4 separate regions of the Mus musculus genome follow, and all the other regions are linked to region 1. Evidence: chromatin contacts called from public HiChIP or PLAC-seq data. All regions are on one chromosome and are shown on one strand. The core of a region is the stretch at or near the end of the contact, and the rest is flanking DNA. Distances in the headings are between cores, read along the strand shown. Region 1 has its middle 23 kb from the start of Mn1. Region 2 overlaps Gm30032 (a long non-coding RNA gene). Region 3 has its middle 71 kb from the start of Gm30032. Region 4 has its middle 56 kb from the start of Gm36794.

Evidence for each region. HiChIP or PLAC-seq counts read pairs in DNA pulled down with a chosen protein or histone mark.
Region 2: a contact with region 1 is called in an H3K4me3 HiChIP or PLAC-seq map of embryonic basal ganglia, with 8 times the contacts expected there. The contact joins two enhancer-like sites. A contact is called at or near these places in 6 of 115 datasets of contacts at active chromatin or transcription factors (craniofacial prominence, embryonic basal ganglia, embryonic brain and 3 more) and 1 of 9 other capture datasets (embryonic stem cells).
Region 3: a contact with region 1 is called in an H3K4me3 HiChIP or PLAC-seq map of embryonic basal ganglia, with 7 times the contacts expected there. The contact joins two enhancer-like sites. A contact is called at or near these places in 1 of 15 datasets of contacts at CTCF or cohesin (the NIH/3T3 cell line), 1 of 484 Hi-C or Micro-C datasets (nephron progenitors), 5 of 115 datasets of contacts at active chromatin or transcription factors (embryonic basal ganglia, embryonic forebrain, embryonic hindbrain and 2 more) and 3 of 9 other capture datasets (embryonic stem cells, embryonic tail and embryonic trunk).
Region 4: a contact with region 1 is called in an H3K4me3 HiChIP or PLAC-seq map of embryonic basal ganglia, with 5 times the contacts expected there. The contact joins two enhancer-like sites. A contact is called at or near these places in 1 of 15 datasets of contacts at CTCF or cohesin (large pre-B cells), 4 of 484 Hi-C or Micro-C datasets (embryonic stem cells and uterus), 7 of 115 datasets of contacts at active chromatin or transcription factors (T-cell acute lymphoblastic leukemia, embryonic basal ganglia, embryonic forebrain and 4 more) and 1 of 9 other capture datasets (embryonic tail).

Annotation. Positions count from the first base shown.
Region 1 is chr5:111,392,673-111,395,308 of GRCm38.p6, reverse strand. No RefSeq gene overlaps it. Among named protein-coding and RNA genes, the nearest start is that of Mn1, 23 kb to the left of the region's middle. Within about 2 kb of position 1,303, at least 85 of the 459 cell types and tissues checked have an H3K27ac peak or open chromatin away from gene starts, as enhancers often do. A contact at or near this core is called in embryonic basal ganglia and embryonic brain, where this site is marked.
Region 2 is chr5:112,109,036-112,111,671 of GRCm38.p6, reverse strand. It overlaps Gm30032 (a long non-coding RNA gene), which reads left to right. Exons shown (of 4, transcript XR_880589.2): 3 at 36-129. Among named protein-coding and RNA genes, the nearest start is that of Gm30032, 11 kb to the left of the region's middle. Within about 2 kb of position 1,296, at least 29 of the 459 cell types and tissues checked have an H3K27ac peak or open chromatin away from gene starts, as enhancers often do. A contact at or near this core is called in embryonic basal ganglia and embryonic brain, where this site is marked.
Region 3 is chr5:112,048,917-112,051,552 of GRCm38.p6, reverse strand. No RefSeq gene overlaps it. Among named protein-coding and RNA genes, the nearest start is that of Gm30032, 71 kb to the left of the region's middle. Within about 2 kb of position 1,297, at least 20 of the 459 cell types and tissues checked have an H3K27ac peak or open chromatin away from gene starts, as enhancers often do. A contact at or near this core is called in embryonic basal ganglia, where this site is marked.
Region 4 is chr5:112,001,004-112,003,639 of GRCm38.p6, reverse strand. No RefSeq gene overlaps it. Among named protein-coding and RNA genes, the nearest start is that of Gm36794, 56 kb to the right of the region's middle. Within about 2 kb of position 1,284, at least 46 of the 459 cell types and tissues checked have an H3K27ac peak or open chromatin away from gene starts, as enhancers often do. A contact at or near this core is called in embryonic basal ganglia, where this site is marked.

The DNA of each region.
Region 1 (2,636 bases), core at 54-2,553:
CTGTCTCAGTTTGCCCAGCTCTGAATGGTACAGAGGAGATAGGGGCTCAGCCAGAGCAGCCCTGGGTAAACTGGGTTGCTGGACCCATCTGGTACAGGGAGCCCTGAAGAGTCAGTACTCCCAGGTGGTGAGATGCAGGGCTTCAGGCTTCCCTGCACCACATGCTGAGACCCAGGAGGAGTCTAGGACAGGACGGAGCATACACACAGAGGCAGTCGATATTCCCCAGAGTGAAAGCAATTCCCCCCTACCCCAAGATCTGCCTCTGCATCCTTCAGCATAGCAGGTGAGCATGATCAGTAACAATTAAAAAGTGTTGATCAGCTCATCTGAGTGGGGACAGCAGACTTGTTGGTATTTCAGGGGCCAAGTTTCCCAGCAGCCCCCAGCTGGGCACAGCTGAGCTTTAGCTTCTGGGAGCTGCAGGGTATTTGGAATAAAGGCTCAACCTTGGAGAAGTATTAATGAAAATGTCACAGGCACTAAAGTCAAAGCAGATGTGAAGCCAGCTACACAGGCAGACCTAGCTGATAAGAAACAGCCCAGGAGAGAATAAAAACCTCTTGAGATTAGGTCAAGGACAGAAGGGGGGAGTAGGCACCCAGGGGTCCCCCCATGGCAACTCAGGGGAGCCTGTCGTTCCTGCAGAACAAGCTGACATTTCTGTGCTGCCGTGTTATATATTGACATCCCGACAGGGCAGCGTTTGGAGGCCTCCACATCAGCAAATAAATATTACGTCTCCATCTTCAGCTAAGCAGAGCTGTGGTGCATTCCTATTACTTCATGTGGATTAACCATCTGGAAGTTGAATCAAGCCACAGAGTAAAGAATGGGATCCAATTTTGCATTCACCAAAATAAGCCGTACTAGTCTCAATTTATGGCAGATGGTTATGCAGTCTCAGCGGGCCAAAGAATCTCTCTGCAAAAGAATAAAGTTCATGCCAATTACTGTAATAGGAACCGGTACAACAACTGTGTGAAGCTGACGAAGATCGCAGTGATCGCTGAACAGCTCGTAAACCGTGGGGGGGCCAGGGAGCAATGGGCACCCAGTTAATTCATTAAGATAACGGGAGAGACGAGAAAGCACATGCAGTCATAAAGCAGAAATGTTTCCTCGCAAAATGGGAGAGAGTTGAGAGGCTGTTGTTGGGTCACTCGAGCCACAGGCAGGGGGGAGGAAATGGTTAACGGCAGGAGGCACTCAAGCCAGGAATGGGTTAAATCCTGGGCTGCTCTGTTCCAGTCATTCAAAGCAGACCTGGTCTCAGAATCTGGCGTGAGGCCATTGTGGGTGGAGCCTGGGGGTGAGTGGCAAGAATGAACCGGTGGGAACATTGCAGGCTGCTGCCAGAGGGCCAGGCATACATGCACACCTTTGGGAAAGCGTCTTTGGCTGCAGCAAGCTCAATATGCCTGGATGTACCTGTCCATGGCAGTCTGGGGAGAACGGAGCACTGTATGGAAAGAACACTTTGAGTTCTCCCTGTGAGACTGGCTTCAGGTTACAGCACTGCCTGGCTCCTATACAATGGCCCAGTGTTTACATCTGTCTTTAGATGAAAACTGCTATACTCTTGTAACAGGGTGACCAACGGTCCCTGTTTGTCCATGACTGTCTTGGTTTTAGAGTCAAAGTCTGGCCTCCCAGGAATCCTTTGTCCTGGGCAATGCACGCTGGCTGGTGACTCTAGCTAAGAGCCCAACCAGGGCACGAAGTGTTGTTTTCATGTTTCCTTGTCACAGAGCCATGTCCCATGTTAGTGTCGACAATCCAGACTTTCACTGGCGGGACACCAAGGCTCAGAGGGGTCAAGCTTCATTTGGGGCCTATTGTTCAGTAACGGGGGTGGGTGGGCAGGCATCGGAGTACATGTGCGAGACGCCAAAGCCCTTCAGCCAGCATGGCCTCTGGCAGAGTGTGAGCAGACAGCTCCATGCTAAGACTCCGTGGTTTCAAGCACACTTGCAGGGCTCACTAGCAGGAGACGGGTAGCAACAGTAAGGCCTCCGAGCAAGCACAGGGTCACCATCTCATCCCAGCACTTCCCCACCTCCCAGCATCCTGAGATGATGGCTGCCGCATAGCTGAGCCTTGGGGTAGATCGCAATGAGATGTGAGATCTAGGGCAGTGAAGTCCCACCATGGACAGCACTAACATGCACAGATCCAGACCTCAACCTCATGAGTAGAAAAGCTGTGCCTGTCACTCAGTAGGGGCTGAGAGGAAGACTGGAATCCCAATAGATCCCATATTAACAGGATCCTGAATTCATGGCCCACTAGACCGCCAACAGATACTGTCCTCAGCCAGATAGGCAATGCTGGGCAGGAGTGTAGGGGAAGTGGTCTCTGGTGAAGTAGAACAGCCCTGACCTCAGGGTTGCTCCACCCGGGGATTTACAGGTCAGGCTCCCCTGACACCCCAACTGCTGTCAAGCACACTTAGAAGGAACACACCACAGGCTCCTGGAGACCCCTCATGTCCACAGCACTAACACAAAGCCAGCTGGAGGTTGGGGGGAAGACATGGTACTACTGAGGTAGGGGGCCTCAGTAGGGGGGCAGAGCAGTTACCACCCCTTCCATATTAGTGAGACCTCCGAGTGTGGAGTCTTAGGGTTTGCCTG
Region 2 (2,636 bases), core at 47-2,546, 720 kb before region 1:
CACATCACATGATTTCTCTGATCCTTGCCTTCCAGGGCTGGGACTGGGAGCCTTCAGCACAGGATGGGATGGAAGTGTGGTTATCAGGTGAGGTACCTCACTGAGTCTGGTACCCACTGGCCATAGCAGGTATGTCAACGCTGCCGACATGCAGTGGTGACCCGTGAGGGTGGGCTCTGGAGTCATGTGGACTGGGTTCAAACTTCGCTTCTTGGCTGTGAGAATTTAGGCAGCCTTCTGCTGCTGGAGCCCATGTCCCTGACTGGCAGGGTGGGGTCTGGTCCTTCACTGCCCTGTGTGGATGGTTTATGGATATGAGAAAGCCCCATGCATCAGGTGTACACTCAGACCATGGACTGCTTAGAATTCACAGGGAGTTGAAAGTCAGTACCAGGCAGGCCATAGGCTCTTAGCAGCTGTCAGGTATGTGTGTGTGTGTGTGTGTGTGTGTGTGTGTGTGTGTGTGTGTTTGTTGGGTGGGCATCAGGCTGTGTCTGCCAAGTGGGTGGTCATGGGGTTTGGAGGGTGATGTGAGAGTGTTTCTAAAACGATCTCCTCCCAAGCTTGCTAACTTACTGTGTGACCTTGGGCCAGCCCCTCAACCTCTCTGGACCCTGCTCCCTTGTGTGTAAATCCTGGAAAGGTTTACTTAAGTGCTAAGGTTTTGTTTGTTTGTTTGTTTGTTTGTTTTCTTCTTCAGAGCCTTAAAAAAAAATCGATGGTTATAAAGGTTTGTGGTTAGCGAGAACCATCTGCCCCAGGCAAAGACCAGACCCTCCCCAACCTTTCAGGCAGAAATAAAACAACAAGCAGCCGGTTTTGCAAATTGCCATCTCGGAGGTCGTAAGCACTGGTATCTGCTTTTGTGCGCGACTTGATTGAAATTCTTCTGCGATGGCGGGTGTCCCCACCATCAGTGCCTTAATTAGAAATGAGGACAGTCACATCGGCATAAATTAAATCAGACTAAAGATGATTAACAAAGTAAATGCAAGGAATCATTAAATTAAACCATTGTGCCAGGTCCTCTGCCTATCTATCACAAATTTGGGCTGCTAATGAGGGTCTTAATTAGTAAGTTAGGTCGAAATAATTCATGCCAGTCACTCAGAGGCAGACCCCCTTTCCTCCTCTGCATCTTACCCGGTCTTTCTGCTTCCAGCTCCGAATGCAAATGCATCGGGCCGTGGACCACGGACGGACATCGCTGACAAATGACATCATTCTCCCATGATCAAACCCTCCTGGCACTGGATGTGTTTGCTGTGATGCCTGGGGCGAGGCCCCGTTCGCCACAAGGGGCGAGATTAGTCCTAACACAACTGGACTGCAGATAGATGAGACCTGGTTCTGGATTCATCAGCTGGGAGGCAGAAGAGTGAGGGCTGCAGACAGGAGACTTGAGGGGTCATAGAGTGGCCCAGGGTAGACCTGGGGACTCTGGTGTTGGGTTTTATAAAAAAGAAAGGCAACCCAGGGATACGTTTGGTAGAGGCATGGTATGGTGCAGGGGAAGTGGGTGCCTCTGTGGGTGTGCACCTCTCCCCTGAGGTACCATAGTATAGAATTAGAGTTTAGGGCACAGAGAGGGAAGTTGAGGGGGTAGTAGAGACAGAGAAAGGTAGAGAGAAAGGGTCAGGGAAGGGGGAGAGGGAGAGTAGTAGAGGCTGGCCGTGAACATGGAGAGAGAAGGGAGGGGAGGGGAATGGGAGTAAGGGAGTAAGAGGCTGAGGAGGGGGCAGGCAGCCCCTTTTATACTGAGGCCAGCACACCTGGCTGTTGCCAGGTAACTGTGGGGTGGAGCCTAGAAGAAATGCTAACATCTGGTATCCCAGGATTCCCTGCTCTTCCCAGCTGTGTTCAGCAGATCTGCTCACACTCCCTATCTACTGAGGAAGAATCAGAGAGGTGAATGGACTTGCCTAAGGTCACACACAGAGGCAGAGCCTGACTCAGCAGCCCATCCTGGCTCTACCAGTGATGGCCAGGTGGCTGGGTGGCAGGTGGGCGTGGATGTGTGGTAGGAACTCAGAAGGGAAAGCAGAGTAGACCAATTGAGGATGGGCTGGGGAGATGGAGAGCCTTTGGTGTCAGAGACTTGGCGTGGATATCAGAATCTGCCAGTGATGTCTACTCACCGAGTCTCGGTTTCCTCATCTGTAGTTTGGGTGCAATGAATATCGACTGGTGTGAGCTTTTTGAGGTTTCAGTGATGTCTTGTGAGATGTGTGTAGTGAACGATTCTTCTGTCACCATCCTGGTGGTTGTCTGGGGACTCAGTTAAGCTTTTGGATTGCTATGAACCCTATGAACCCCAATGACTCCTTCATCAAGACGCAGATGGGTTGGGTTCTCCTGCCCTCAGGAACGGGCAATCGGGAAGGCTTGATATTTGAGGTCATCAGACTGTTGGCTGGGACACAGGAGTGATGACGTCCCTGTCACATGGCAGGCTGGCTAGCATCGGTATTATTGGCCATGGAAGCCATCCAGTCAGGGGTGGGTTCCAGGGCACAGTGTGGCTCCAGCTGCTGTTCCTGCCTCAGCTGCTCAAGTCTGAGTGGGTGCTGTGGCCTAGATAATGTCACCTCCACCTTCCCCAGAGGTGACCATGCCTCATACCTGAGTACTTTGTG
Region 3 (2,636 bases), core at 48-2,547, 660 kb before region 1:
GGTGTCCAGCCCCTCGAACAGCCCACAGTGTCTCCTCCTGGAGCACCCTCCAATGGGCAGATGGGTCAGGTCCCTTCCTTCTTTGCCCATCATTAATTTTGTGATATGAAAGAGGGGGTACTGACCCTCTCCAGTCCTCACCCATGCTCTGCCAAGCATAAGCCTGGACCCACCCATGTGTCGATGCCCTCTTGTTGGCCAAGTGGTTCTGGGATAGTGAGAGGACCCTAGATCACTCAACCTTCCACTTACCCTGGGACTTTGGTCGAGAGTCTCTCTCTCTCTCTCTCTCTCTCTCTCTCTCTCTCTCTCTCTCTCTCTCTCTCTCTCTCTCTCCTGCTCTCCTCTCCAGCTTTCACTGTCTCCTTACATGAAGATGATGACATGAGCTTACTCTGCTGTGAGACTTGGCCCTGTGCCCAGCTTGGGGGAAGCACCAGTCAGGTTGGTGGGGATAGTCATGTCCTCCTGCCTACAATGAGGAACACCGAGCTCCTCAGCGCTGGTCTTCCAGGGCCCCAGCCTCTGAGTCAGAGCCGGGTATGAAGAAGGAACAATTTTCTGACCCTGCGTTCAGGCTGCCAGAGCCATTTAGGGGTGTCAGACAAGGAGTAGCCCCTAACACCCAAGCTGCCTAGGTGGTGGCCGGCGTTGGGGTGGCTTCCTCTGACCTTAAACCCTAACGCTCCTGCCCACATCTGCAGCTAAATAAACCAAGTAATCATGCTGGCAGATAGATAATTAAATAATTATCAGGCACTTAATAACGAGGAGTGGGAGCCCTGCCTCTCCGCATTAGACAGTGTCTTTGAGGGCTAATTGTTGCATTACATCAGAGTCCCCTCATTCATTACTCTTGTCATTTCGGGTGATAATTTGCACTTTAGGAGACAGCGACAATTTTAGCAGGCAATTAGAGACGTGTCAGGCCTGGCCCTGTGAGTTACTGTCACAATTATTGCCCTCCCCCCCACACCCCACCGTCCTCATTTGCAACCATGTATTTAAGGGGATTTGGGTAATTCTAGGTCTGGGTAAAACAGCCAACCCATGGGACGGTGGAAGGTCTGGGGATCGGGCAGATACCAGTACCAGAGCAGGGGAGGGATGCTGTACACAGATCTGCAGGGATGGGGCTTCTCGTTGGTGGACAGAAACTGCATCTAGTCGCCCATCAGTGGGGTTCTCCTTCCCTGGTGGCTCTTGATGTTCTTCCACCCTTCCCGGGCATCTTTCTCAGCTCTTTTATAACCGCTTGAGTGCACGTGATTAAGATCTCTTTGCAAGTCTCTGAGAGGCAGGAGAGAATCAGAATGGGCGGAGGAAAGAGGAACGGAGACAGGGAACTGGGAAGTATTCACTAGGGTTTTTAAACCGTAATTTTATTTTCTGTGTTTTGGCATCTTGGGGACTGTTGGGCCTGGGGATAGACTGCTCTTTCCAGATCAGCTGGTTTCTACAGACAGGGGCAAACCAGCTGGATCCCAGCACGACCCCACCCACCTGCTCACTTTACCAGGATTCTACCACCTGGGGGGCCTTGTCCTCAACCGGGAGTCAGCCTGCGCTGAGTCATCCTGAGCCTTACTTACTTAGCTGGGGTTTCTGTTGCTGTGCTGAAACATGGTGGCTAAAAGCAACTTGTGAAGGGGAAGGGCTTATTTTACCTTACACTTTTCTGCATCATGGTTCATCACTGAGGTAAGTCAGCAGGGACTCAAGGCTGGACCCTGGAGGCAGGAGATGAAGTGACACCATAGAAGAATGCTGCTTATTGGCATGCTCCCCATGGCTTGCTCATGCTTTCTTATACCACCCAGGATTCCCTACCCAGGGATGGCGTAATCTACAGAGGGCTGCTCCCTCCCTCCCACATCAATCATCGATCAAGAAAATACCCTATATCCTTGCCCACAGGCCAGTCCTATGGAGAAAGTTCTCAGTTATGATTCCCATTTTCCAGATTAGTCTAGGTTTGTCTCAAGTTGACATAAAAGTAGCTAGCACAGATGGGCAGTGGGTAACCCAGGACTGCCCCTACCTAAAGTTCACTGAAGCTACCAAATAGGCAGCCCGCTATCTACTTGCAGATCTAGACCTCCTCCCACCATGCTATGGCAGAAAGCTCTGATCCATATTCATCCTTGCTTTCTGCCTCCAGCAGACTCCAGTGCCTCCCGGACTGGAACCCGCAGGTGCAGACACTCCCTGGGTGTTTGGGGACTGTGCCTCTGTAGAACACTGCTTATCTCTTGGTCCCCTTGGCAGGAAGAGGAGAGAGGGGGGAGGAGAGAGGGAGTAGAGGGGGAAAGGAGAGAGGAAAGAAGAGGAGAGAGGGAGGAAGAGGAGAGAGGGTAGGGGAGAAGGAGCAAGAAACAGGGAAGGGAAGAGAGGGAGAGAGGAAGAGAAACACACACAGGGGTGGGGCAAGAGAAACAGAGCTGGGAGGGCAGAGAAAGGGCGATACTCAAAAGTTGTGTTTGAGAGCAATACGTTTTCACTGACTCCTCATCATTAAAGCCCGGTGCCTGGGTTTATGACTTCCTTGATCCTGAGAAACTCCACAAGACCATGAGTTAGCAAAACATATTTTGACTGGCTACAGGAGACTCAGAGGAAAAAGCACTGTCACACTC
Region 4 (2,636 bases), core at 35-2,534, 610 kb before region 1:
ACACATATATTTATATACACACAGAGGCACACACATATATGCATACACACACATATATGCATACACACACATATATATTTATATACACACACAGAGGCACACACACATATATACATACACACAGGCACACACACACACAGAGGCACACACACACATTAAAATTCGATGTCTCTGCAGCATTTGTCCTTCTGAGCAGGCTTATCCCACTTAACGCAATGATGTCGATTCCCCATGCATTTTCCTGCAAAGGGCACAGTTCCATTCTTTATGCCTGATTTCAGCTCTGCTGTGGGCGTGGCTAATTCTCTAAGGGAAATGAGCTGAGGAGCAGGAGCAGTTAGGCGGGGGTGGGGTGGCCGTGAGGCTGCTTTAGACACATTGACTTTAGGGTACCATGGAACCCCTAAGTGAAGAAATAAAAACCCAGGACTCAGAAAGCAGGGTCTGATGGGAAACACTGAAAACGAAGAGGCCCGGGCCCTGATGCTGCTGTTTCTCCCTAGTCCCCGAACCCTCACTGAACCCCGAGCTTATTGGTACCACACAATTAGGTGCCTAATTGCTCTCTAATTGTTATGTGCCTTAGTCTGTCTTGCTAGACAAATTTGTTAGCTCCTGGAGGGCAGAAGGCTTCTTATCATGACCCCGGGTACCAGGTGGGGGTGGGGTGAGAGTCTGAATGGCAGAGGAGACTACCTGACTGGCTCATCACTCTTGTGGTTGCCTTACCTCAGTTTTCCCCTCCATGTAATGGGAGTCCTCGGCCCTGTGACCTTTCCCCCTGCCCCCCCCCCACCCCTTTCAGGGATTTATTGGTGTTTTCTTTGAGGGCTGAGACCTCTGCATGGGCTCCCTGGACAGGTCAGAAATTAAAACAAACCAAAAGAAACCTAAAATAGTAAGAAGCCGATCATGTATGTGCAGAGGCAGTGGCAGGCGAGTCCAGAGGAACGGGTTTCGTGGTTATACAGACAAACAAATCACTTCCCCAGGAGCTTCTTAGGGGAATTACAGTTCCTGGAAATGAAACACAAACAGATTATTAAGAAAGAGCTCCCCGTTGGGAGAGAAACAGTATTTACAAGAGAAGATGTGCCTAGCTGGACCTCTAATTGCCGTTCATTATCTCATATTGATTTAATTAGCTGCAGTGCTGAGGTCTGAATCGGTTCTGCCCGCAGCAGCAGGGGCTGTGCGCCTTAAGCGCCATTGACCTAGGCCTTCACCTTAGTTCACGCCTCCTCCCCCAAACCTAGGGTCAGCTGGCAGGGTGCTCTGGTGCTGGCTGTGGGCCGGAGGCGACCAGCCATGTCCACAGCCTCCTGAGCCTCTTTGTCTGGAGCGCCTCGGCCGGGTGGTTGTGAAGAGCTAATTATCTGCAGTAATTAGCGTGTGTTCATAATGAGGAATCAGAGTGGCTCGGAGTGCGGGGAGATACCGGCCCAGGCTGACTGCAGACCCGGGTGTGCAGGCAGCCAAAGTAAAGAGAGATGCCTTCCCAGGGTGCTCCCGAGGCCCCTAAGGGTGTCTCTTCTGCAGGATCTCCACCCAGGCGGCATCTGACCGTTCGGCCACGTGTGACCTCTCATCTCTCTCCCTGACCCAGAAACTGAAGCCGAACAGCTGGTTTCAGCTGGGAAAGAGGCGATTAGCGTTCCCTCTAGTGGGCATCTGGGACCAATTGTTGTGAAGATTTGGGGTTTATAATTGCAAGAGATTAATGGGGGAGTAGGCCATCAGGCTTAAGAGGTCGCTAATTGCTCTTTTAACATAATTGTGTCCAGGCAGGAGAGAGGGAGGGAGAGGGAGAGTGGAGTGGCCCATACACTGTGTGCACACCGCGCGTGCGTGCACTGAGCCCCTGGCTTGGCATGTAGACTCACACTGTGAGGACAGTGAGGTGGCTTCTGTGGGGATTCTTGTACTGGGGATACAATAGACAATGAGGTCAACCTGAGTTGCAGGGCAAAATAGAGAATGGGGGTTCTTTCCAACTCGACATCAGGTAAAAACCCTCACAGCATATTGTGCCTTGAGGAGGGGCAGACAGGTTTTATTTTTCATGCAAATTCTTCATTTCTCAGTACCAGGAAGGCATGGAAATTTCCCATCCTGGTCATAGTAGGGGTGTGTGTGTGTGTGTGTGTGTGTGGGAATCAGCGATCAACTAGTAATGTCTGCTTTGGCCGAGGGAGAGACTTATTTGGTGTGGATGACACACATTGACCTCTTTAATAGAAGGTCTATGTCTTTATTTTCTTTAGTATGGAATTAGACTATCAGAGAGGAGACATGATTGGTCTAAGTCCCCTGGGTCTCTTAAGAATGCCACAGTGAGACCTGGGGAAGGGTTTGAGAGTCAAGAAGGGGATGGTTCCCTAGAGACCCTTTCTTCCTGGCTGACCCGTGGGAGGCTCACAGTGACTTGTGCTCAGCTGTTAAAGCAGAGGGGGAAGACGGGTCAGTGAGGAGCCACCCATTCTGCCCTCCACACTCTGGTTGGTCACCATTAATAAAGAAACCAGCTTCTTTGAGCTCTTGCTTAATCAGCTCAGAGGATATCTCTCTGGTGACCACTCACTCCATGTTTTGCACCACCTTCGCCAACCACAAAGATCGACTGACTTGTTTATCTA